2 separate regions of the Macaca mulatta genome follow, and region 1 is linked to region 2. A link is a contact called in public Hi-C data. All regions are on one chromosome and are shown on one strand. The core of a region is the stretch at or near the end of the contact, and the rest is flanking DNA. Distances in the headings are between cores, read along the strand shown.

Region 1 (4,285 bases), core at 1,199-3,698, 310 kb before region 2:
CATCGAGTCATCAGTGTCACCAGGGGCTTCCACTTCCTGAGCCTTTCTGATGTACTTTAGCATTGATCAACTTCTTTCCTGTCTTCTACTCCGTGACTTCTTTTTCTCCACTCTACTAAAGTCATTTCCATTTATCTATGCTCTCTGGCCTCCAAAATGTTGACATCTGTTGCCTCCCATTGTCTCTTCTCCAGGTCTCTTTGTCTATGTGACTTTATGCACTTCTTACTCCTTTGCTCTCATTTCAGTGGGCTTTTGAGAGGGAGAAGAGGTCAGAGTGGTGTGTATCCCCGTGATTCAATCTTTCACGCTACCCTAAAGTCTCTTTACAATGTTTGAACCAGGCGTGGTGTCTCACGCCTGTAATCGCAGCACTTTGTGCTTTGTTTTTTTTTGTTTTTATTTTTTTTTTTTTTTGTTTTTTTTGAGATGGAGTCTCTCTCTGTCACCCAGGCTAGAGTGCAGTGGTGCGATCTCGGCTCACTGCAACCTCTGCCTCCTGGGTTCAAGAGATTCTCCTGCCTCGGCCTCCCAAATAGCTGGGATTACAGGTGCGTGCCACCACGACCGGCTAATTTTTGTATTTTTGTAGAGATGGGGTTTCACCATTGCTGGCCAGGCTGGTCTTGATCTCCTGACCTGAGGATCCGCCTGCCTCGGCCTCCCAATGTGCTGGGATTACAGGCGTAAGCCACCCCACCCGGCCAATCGCAGCACTTTGGGAGGTTGAGGTGGGCAGATCACAACGTCAGGAGTTCGAGACCAGCCTGGCCAACATGGCGAAACCCGGTCTCCACTAAAAATATATATTTAAAAAAAAAAAAAAAAAAAAAAAAAGGCCCGGCGTGGTGGCTCTCGCCTGTAATCCCAGCACTTTGGGAGGCCGAGGCAGGTGGATCCCGAGGTCAGGTGATCAAGACCATCCTGGCTAACACGGTGAAACCCCGTCTCTACTAAAAATACAAAAATTTAGCCGGGTGTGGTGGCGGGCGCCTGTGGTCCCAGCTACTCGGGAGGCTGAGGCAGGAGAATGGCGTGAACCCGGGAGGCGGAGCTTGCAGTGAGCTGAGATCACGCCACTGCACTGCAGCCTGGGTGACAGAGTGAGACTCCGTCTCAAAAAACAAACAAACAAACAAACAAAAAGCTGGGCTTGGTGGCGGGCGCCTGTAATTCCAGCTACTATGGAGGCTGAGGCAGGAGAATCTCTTGAATCTGGGAGGCGGAGGTTGCAGTGAGCCAAGATGGCGCCACTGTACTCTGGCAATAGTGCAAGACTCCGTCTCAAAAAAAAAAAAAAAAACCCCACAATGTTTGAATTCTGTGTGCCCTGCCTCCCCTTAGGTGGAAGTGTAGGCTGAAGCATGGGTGAGGCAAAGGGTAACAACTAGAAAATACATATCCTTCCTCAAAAAATTACATTCCATTTGACTCTTTCAGGGCAAGGTAAGAGCCATTTTTCCATTGTGTGATTTCTGTCAACTACTCTTTTCAAAAGGAGGAAGTCCTACCACCCTTCTATGTGTTTATGTATTTTGGCTAAGAGTGCTGGAGCGCTGGGTGAGGTCCTCAAAAGGGATGGAAAAATCTGAATCTTAACTCACAGTCAGCGCTAGACAGGAGCAGCAGAGATTACTGAATCCAGCTTCCTTATTGTATAAAAAGGAAACTGAAGCCCAGAGAGCTTTAGTCGATTTGGATCAACTTCGGTCCCTTGAGAAATACTTTTCTCAAAGGATGGCTAGATATCAAGCTCCTTGCAGTCTTTGGGCCTTTGGGTCTAATGTTCCCTATGCCCCAATGCTGTGGGCTCCTCGCTGTGCCTCGGGTCAAAGGTCCCTTCAGAGACTGTCCCTCTCAGCACTGCGGCCAGTTTTACTTTTTTGTGGCACTTATTGATATTTAAAAATATTTATTCTACGAGTTATGTGACTTCTTCCACTGGAATGAAATCCCCATAAGAGACCATTCCTGTCTCGTTCACCGTTGAATCCTCAGGGTGAGCTGAGATTCGAAACAAAGTAGTATGGCTCTAAAGTCGCGCTTTAGGCCCAACATTATGCTTCCAAAAATTTAGTAAAGACGATGGACTTCTGCGCACACGGGGAAGCGACAGTGAGAAAAGATACCCGGAAGTGAGCCACAGCAAAACATCCAGACTCGTCCGCACGGTGCCCCTTCTGACCTTTCCCTCCGGAAGCTTTCGCGGCTCTTGGGCGGGAGTGCGCACGCGCGGCCACCGGGGTCGCTCCGGGTCGCGCGCGGAGCAGGGGCTGGAGGGAAGGGTCAGCCTCCAGGGCTGGCAGGCGCCTGCGCTGCGGGGCTCCAGTCAGGACGCGCATTCTCGCTCCCTCCCTCGGCTGCGCGCGCCCGGTGGGCGTGGGAGGAGGCGGGGAACCGGGGAGGGGCGGGTGTCGCAGGAGGGAAGGAGCGAACCGGAGAGCGTCGTCCTGAGAGGAGTGAAGGCGGCAAAATGGCGGACCGCTTCTCCCGCTTCAACGAGGACCGAGACTTTCAGGTAAACACGGGCGTCGCCGAGGATGCGGGGAAGGCGCTGGTCTAGCCCAGAATGTCCTTCATCTCCGGCTCCCAGCCCTCTTTCCTTCCAGGTTTTGCTCCGACTTGCGAATTGGCTCTCTCTTCTCCCGTCTCTGCTTTCTCAAGAGGCCTCCCGGCTTGAGGGAGGCCGCATCTCCTCTCACGCGCATTCTCTACCCCTGAAACTCAGGCCGCGGGGCTTGCGGCTTCCGCCTGTTTGGCGTCGGATTTGGGAACCGGGCCTGGGAGCTCTGTGGGGGGCTGTGCCCTCCGGGTCTGCCCGGCCTGTGCCGGCAAAGGGCTGGCTCCCAGGGGACCAGAGGGGTGGTTGGGTTGGGCTGGGAGGACTTGGGGGCGAGTGTTGCTGAGGCCAAGGCTTCCGAACCCCGGGATTTTGCTCTCACGGATCCTTTTGGGGTCCTTCTCTTTTCTTTTTTCACTGTGATGAATCAGTTGCTTTCATTGTCTGTTTTTCCTTTTCCTTACCTGGGAAAAGGTTGCATTCGTTATCAGACGCCTTATTGGTTAGTCATACATTAAGATTTCCCGGGACATAAGTGTTGCTGCTGTTATTAGGCTGTTAATTGGGCTTGGAAAACAGTAAGTTACTGGACTATGATCCGATGTGAGCCTAACCTCAAATCCTATCTCGAAAGATTTGTAAGAAGCGTAATGATAATGGACCTTCCACGCGTGGGGTCACTAGTGCCAAAAGCTTGATTTTTCTTTTTTCAATTGCAAATGTTGGTATGGTAAAATGCCCTTACGATGGCAAGCTCTATTGAGTAAAAAATAAAGGCCAAATTAGAATAACTCGTTTTTTCGTTGTTGAAAATACCTTGCTGTTGAAATTGTTACCGCGGAAATCTCGACGACTAAAAGGGATTTAGTAGAGATTGGCTATTTCTAGGTAAAATACATCCGTAGAGTCTCAAAAAAAACCTCTGCATTACTACCGCATATCCTGGCAACTGCAATTTGGGTCAGGGGATGAATCTCAGAACTCAAGTTTTTATCCGGCTGCAGATCCTACTCAAAGCAATAGGAAAGCACTCTAGGTGTGTTTCAGAATGCAGTTTAAAGAGTTTGAATTCCCTGAGATGATAGGACTGGTAAATAAATAGATAAAGCAGTTTAACAATTTTAACTCAGCACTGTTAACAAGGTAGTACATAGAACGCTTATGAGAAGTTTTGCAGCAGTAAGGGATCTGGGGGCTGTTAAAGCCTTGTGATCATGCGCTTGCTGTATAGCTGCAGCACAATACAGAAGAATCTCAAGGTGTTCTAAGGATATAATGCAGATTCACCAAAGTTTGAAGCAGTTCATATTAGCCTTTTGATCCCTGAGAAATATATGTATATTTTAGCAAGCACTATAAAATATGAGTAGGCTGCAAGGTGTATGATGAGCTTTATTGATTTTTAAATTACCAATAGAGACCTATTGATAACTAAAGCCCGCAAATGCTTTTCAGAGGAGAGAATCTCAAGGTGACCTAATAAAATCGAAAATAGATAATATGGACAATTAAATTTTGAGGAAAGATGACTGTCAACCACAGAATTCCAGCAGGCTTAACAAACAGGATTTTCGGGGCCTTTAATGAAGATTTTGAAAATTGTGGATAGCAGAGTGTGAATGCTGTTTCCTGAAAAAAATTGAGGGGGTTAGCCTCTACTTTTTCAATACTCAGTTTCTAAGTAAGATGACCCTCTCTTTTGATGCTTTAGTTGGGTATTGCAAA
Region 2 (4,221 bases), core at 359-2,858:
TGTTTTCGTCACACTCTTTTGCAATTATTATCCTACCTGTCTATCCCACAAGACAGTGAACTTCTTGAAGAAGCACAACTGTCTTATATCATCTTTTGTCCCAGCACCTGGAGCACCGTAAGAATAACAGCTAAGATTTACCAAGCACTTACACAGAGCTAAGAGTTTCACATGCACTGACTTGTTAATCACTACAGCAACGCAATGAGATAGGACTATCATTATGCCCACTGACAACAGAGGAAACTGAGGCAGAGGAAACTCATTTGCTAGATCCAACGATTTAAATTCAAATCAGACGCCTGATCTTAACTACTCTGGAATATCGCCTCAATAAATGTTTGCTGTTTCTCAGGAGAAATCGGTGAGAATAAAATATTTGCGGAAAACTAAAAACCAAAGATGGCTCCAAGTATGTGATTTCAGACTATCCTCCTTTTTAATCTTATCTCTTGAGGGGAGAGGGCTGTCACACAACCGTTCCAGGACACCAGACACAGAGTAACCGAGATGAAAGCGCCAATCCAGCCATCCACCGCGGCTGGGAAAAGGCCCGCTCCTTCCTAAAGAGGGACTGAGAGCGTGAGCATAGGGACACTCTGCACCCAGGAGAAAAGCACTGGGTCGGGGGAAGGATCTGGCCAGTGCCAGGCAGGCTGTCTTGAGGGGTGGGGGGTCCAGCGTGGGTTCCGGAAGCAGGAAAGGCAAGCAGGTGTGGGATCTAAATTAGGATGAGGGGTGGGGAGGGCGCTCCGCGCAGAAGGGCGCAGCTTGGCCTCCGACCTCAGCAGCGGACCCTCATCTCGGCCGCTTGTTGGTCCGCAGGCCTGGCGTGGGCTGAGACCCGCCCAGAAACCAGGAGAACTGAGGCGCGGGCGAGCCCCTTCGATTCTACGGGCTTTCCGCTCCGAGGTCCTAACTGCGCCCCACTTCAAGTCTGGCCTCTTCACAGAAGTGGCTGCACGCCTCGGGGTAAAGGGGGGAGCGGAGGGGGGGGAGAGAGCGGGGAGCCCCGAGGGAAGGGCGGGGAAGCCTGGGCCGGAAGGCGTCCCAGGATCGGCTAGGAGCCGGCGCTCTCTTTCGACGCCACCCGCTGCCCCCGCCCCCGAGCCGGCCGGGACGGCACAATGTCTCCGCCCCCAGCGCACCGCGCACCTCACCTTGAACGCCGCCCCACCCACCCCCATCTTATTGGGCCTCCCGGGCCGAGGCCTCTCGGCGATTGGTCGGGGAGGTCCGCGAAGGCCCCGCCCATCTCCCCGCCCCCGTCCCCGTCCGCCGGTACTTTGGACGGCGGCGTGGCGCCCCTCCTCCCCTCCCGGTCCCCGCCCCCTGGAGCAAATGCTGCCGAGCTGCGGCCGCGGGGCAGATGCACGCGCTCGGGCCCTTCTAGCAGGCGCGAGCAGTCGCTGGGCGCGCGAAAGCGAAAGAAGGAAGAGGAAGGGAGGGGGAGGGCGGGGTGTTGGGGAGGGGCGGGAGGAGGAAGAGGAGGAGGTTGGAGCGCGCTCGCGCTTGGCCTCGCGCCCGCGCGGAGGGAGGGGGAGAGGGGCGCGCGCGCGCACGTTCGCGTTCTCGCTCGCTCCATCCATCCATCCTCCGGTCGCGGCACACGCGCGCGCGCTCCGGGCTCGCGCCGCACCCCCCGCCCGGGAGAGGCGGGCTGGAGTGGGGGGCGGGGGGAGGGGCGCGCGGACGGCGCGCGGACTGCGCGCGGGCGGGGTGAGGTGAGGAGGAGGAGGCGGCGACGGGACAAGAAGGGAGGGGAAGGGGCCATGGCCGCCCGGTGAGGCGGCGAGGCGGGGGGGCGGCCCGACCCCCCGGCCCCGGGCCCTGGGCCCCGGGGAGAGGCGAGGACGGACCGACGGACATGGGGCTCCGGAGCAGCCGCCGCCGCCGCCGCCGCCGGAGGACGCGGCCCTGAGAGGCCGCCGGGCCCCGGCGCGGCCCCCCGGGCGGGGTGAGTACGGGACGGAGACGGGGACGGGGGAGGGGCCTGCGGGGGGCGGGGGGCGGGGCCCGAGGCGGGGCTTGGGCCCCCTCCCCCCAGGTCTGGGTCAGCGCCCCTTCCCCTCCCCCCGGGCCGACGCGGAAACGCCCGGCTTCCCCCAGCTTCCCGGCCGGGCCGGGGCCCCCAGCTCTCCCCCGTCTGGGTCCCCCTTGGGCGGGGCAGGGCCGGCCGGGGAGGGGGCGCGGGGCCTTTGTTAGGGAGCCAGGCCCCAGCCCCCGGGACAATAGAGACACCCTCCCGGACTCCTCTCCCCGGCCGGCCGGGGCTGCTGGCGGGCGGGGAAGGAGAGGGGCCGGGACGCGTCCCACTCTGTCCACTCTCTGGGGGTCGGTCTGTCCCGGCCCGGTGCCGGCCCCGGCGGCTCGGCTCTCCTCCCCCCAGTCGGTATGATGCAGCAGCAGTGCCGCAGGGACGGGGGAAGAGCCGAGGCCCGGCCTCCTACCCTTCCCAGTGCCCCCGGCTCATTCGTCAGTCCCCACCCCACTCTAGGCCGGCGGCTCCTGAAACTCGTACCCACCGTTCCGAGGGGCCCTGGGCTGTGGGTGCTGTGTCTGAATCCTTGGGTGGGGGTTCCTGGACTTTGGGGCTCTTGGAGAGACTTCCGGGCTGGTCCTGAGGGAGGGTGGGTGGTTATTTAAAGGAAGAACAGGTAAGGGGAGTGCCCGCTCCTGGCGTGCCACCCCACCGGGCACCCCCCCCCCGCCCCGCCGCTCCTGCTCATGGTGGCTGGAAATGTCCCTTAGCTCTAGGCTCCTGTGAGCTCTGCTTCCCTCGTGGAGTGGCAGGCTGATTTCAAGGGAAGGCAGAGTGGGGTGAAGGTTGTAGGGTCCTAGGGCCATTTCTACTTCTGGTAGCAGTACCCCCCCAAGTGGACATCCTGGCTGAAAGCAGAGGTGACTCTGAGGAGAGTCTTTAGGGAAGGCGGGGGGGTGTATTTAGGAGTCTGTGCAGTTCTTTGCCACACCCTGTGGGTTTGCTTTGAGGCCTTGGAGTTCCTTCTCCTCCCCCTGCTGCATTGCACCATGGGTATCAAAGAGGGGTTTGAGTTTTGGGGACCTAGGGTGAGCTGCTGCCTCCTATAGACCCAGACTCTGATTGGCAGTGGAGTCCAGGGCCTGAGCTCAGGCCTGGGAAAGACTAGGCCCCCTTTAGGTTTCAGGCCCTGAAGGACCATCCAGACTTAGTGAGCCTGGGCCTTGGGGAGGGAGAGACCCTGATGCCAGGACTGAGCTCTGGGCAGCGAGGTGGGAGGGAAGGTGGCCGCCTTCAGAGGTGCCTTGGACTCACAACAACACCCCCACCCCCGTGTGTGCAGCCGTGTTGCCGCCCGCTGTGCTATGAGCAGTCAGAGCGCCGTCTCCACAAGAGTTTACAAATGAAAATGGAGGAAATGTCTTTGTCTGGCCTGGATAACAGCAAACTAGAGGTGAGGGCTCCCCCACGTGTGCCTCCAGTTCTTTCTCTTGATGTCTCTACGTCGCTATATCTGGCATCCACACCAAAGAGGAATTTGGGTAGTCAGCCTTGTTCCTTAAAGGGAATAGCCAGCTGAAAAGGCCAAGGATCCAGGAAGAAGAAAGAACACGAAGTCAAGATGGGGAAAATGGCAAAGAAAGCGTGATTTTTGGCTGGGGCCAGATGGCAGCAGATTTGGTTGGTGAGAGTCCAGGGGGCTGTGACTCTTGTGACCGTAGATGTTCTCCCCTGGGGCCCAGGCCATCGCTCAGGAGATATATGCGGACCTGGTCGAGGATTCTTGTTTGGGATTCTGCTTTGAGGTACACCGGGCTGTCAAGTGTGGCTACTTCTTCCTGGACGACACGGACCCTGATAGCATGAAGGATTTTGGTGAGCTTCAGGGTGAAGGAGCAGCAGTCCAGCCCTTTCCTGGGACTGTTTGGAGTTTCCTTCTCTGGAAACTGTGCTAGATGTAGCATCTGGAGCTCCTGTGAGCCGGGGGAGGGATTGAAGAGGCCGTGGGACCCCAGGTGGGAACAAGAGGAGAGGGTCCCCTGCCCACCCTGATCGCCAGCCTCTCCTGTCCCCAGAGATCGTGGACCAGCCGGGGTTGGACATCTTTGGACAGGTTTTCAACCAGTGGAAGAGCAAGGAGTGTGTTTGCCCCAATTGCAGTCGCAGCATTGCCGCCTCCCGCTTTGCTCCCCATCTGGAGAAGTGCCTGGGAATGGGTCGGAACAGCAGCCGAATCGCCA

Evidence for each region. A called contact is a pair of places that touch in the nucleus more often than the background predicts.
Region 1: a Hi-C map of liver shows a contact between it and region 2, with 3 times the contacts expected there. The contact joins the promoter of GPATCH8 here to the promoter of ATXN7L3 in region 2. A contact is called at or near these places in 2 of 14 Hi-C or Micro-C datasets (fetal cortex germinal zone and liver).

The regions. Positions count from the first base shown.
Region 1 is chr16:68,878,472-68,882,756 of T2T-MMU8v2.0, reverse strand. It overlaps GPATCH8 (G-patch domain containing 8), which reads left to right and starts at 2,448. Exons shown (of 11, transcript XM_077971936.1): 1 at 2,448-2,518.
Region 2 is chr16:68,570,245-68,574,465 of T2T-MMU8v2.0, reverse strand. ATXN7L3 (ataxin 7 like 3) reads left to right here and starts at 1,608. Exons shown (of 13, transcript XM_077972024.1): 1 at 1,608-1,957; 2 at 3,324-3,434; 3 at 3,724-3,856; 4 at 4,057-4,221. The coding sequence starts at 3,384. LOC144335760 (a long non-coding RNA gene) reads right to left here and starts at 2,649. Exons shown (of 2, transcript XR_013406909.1): 1 at 2,526-2,649.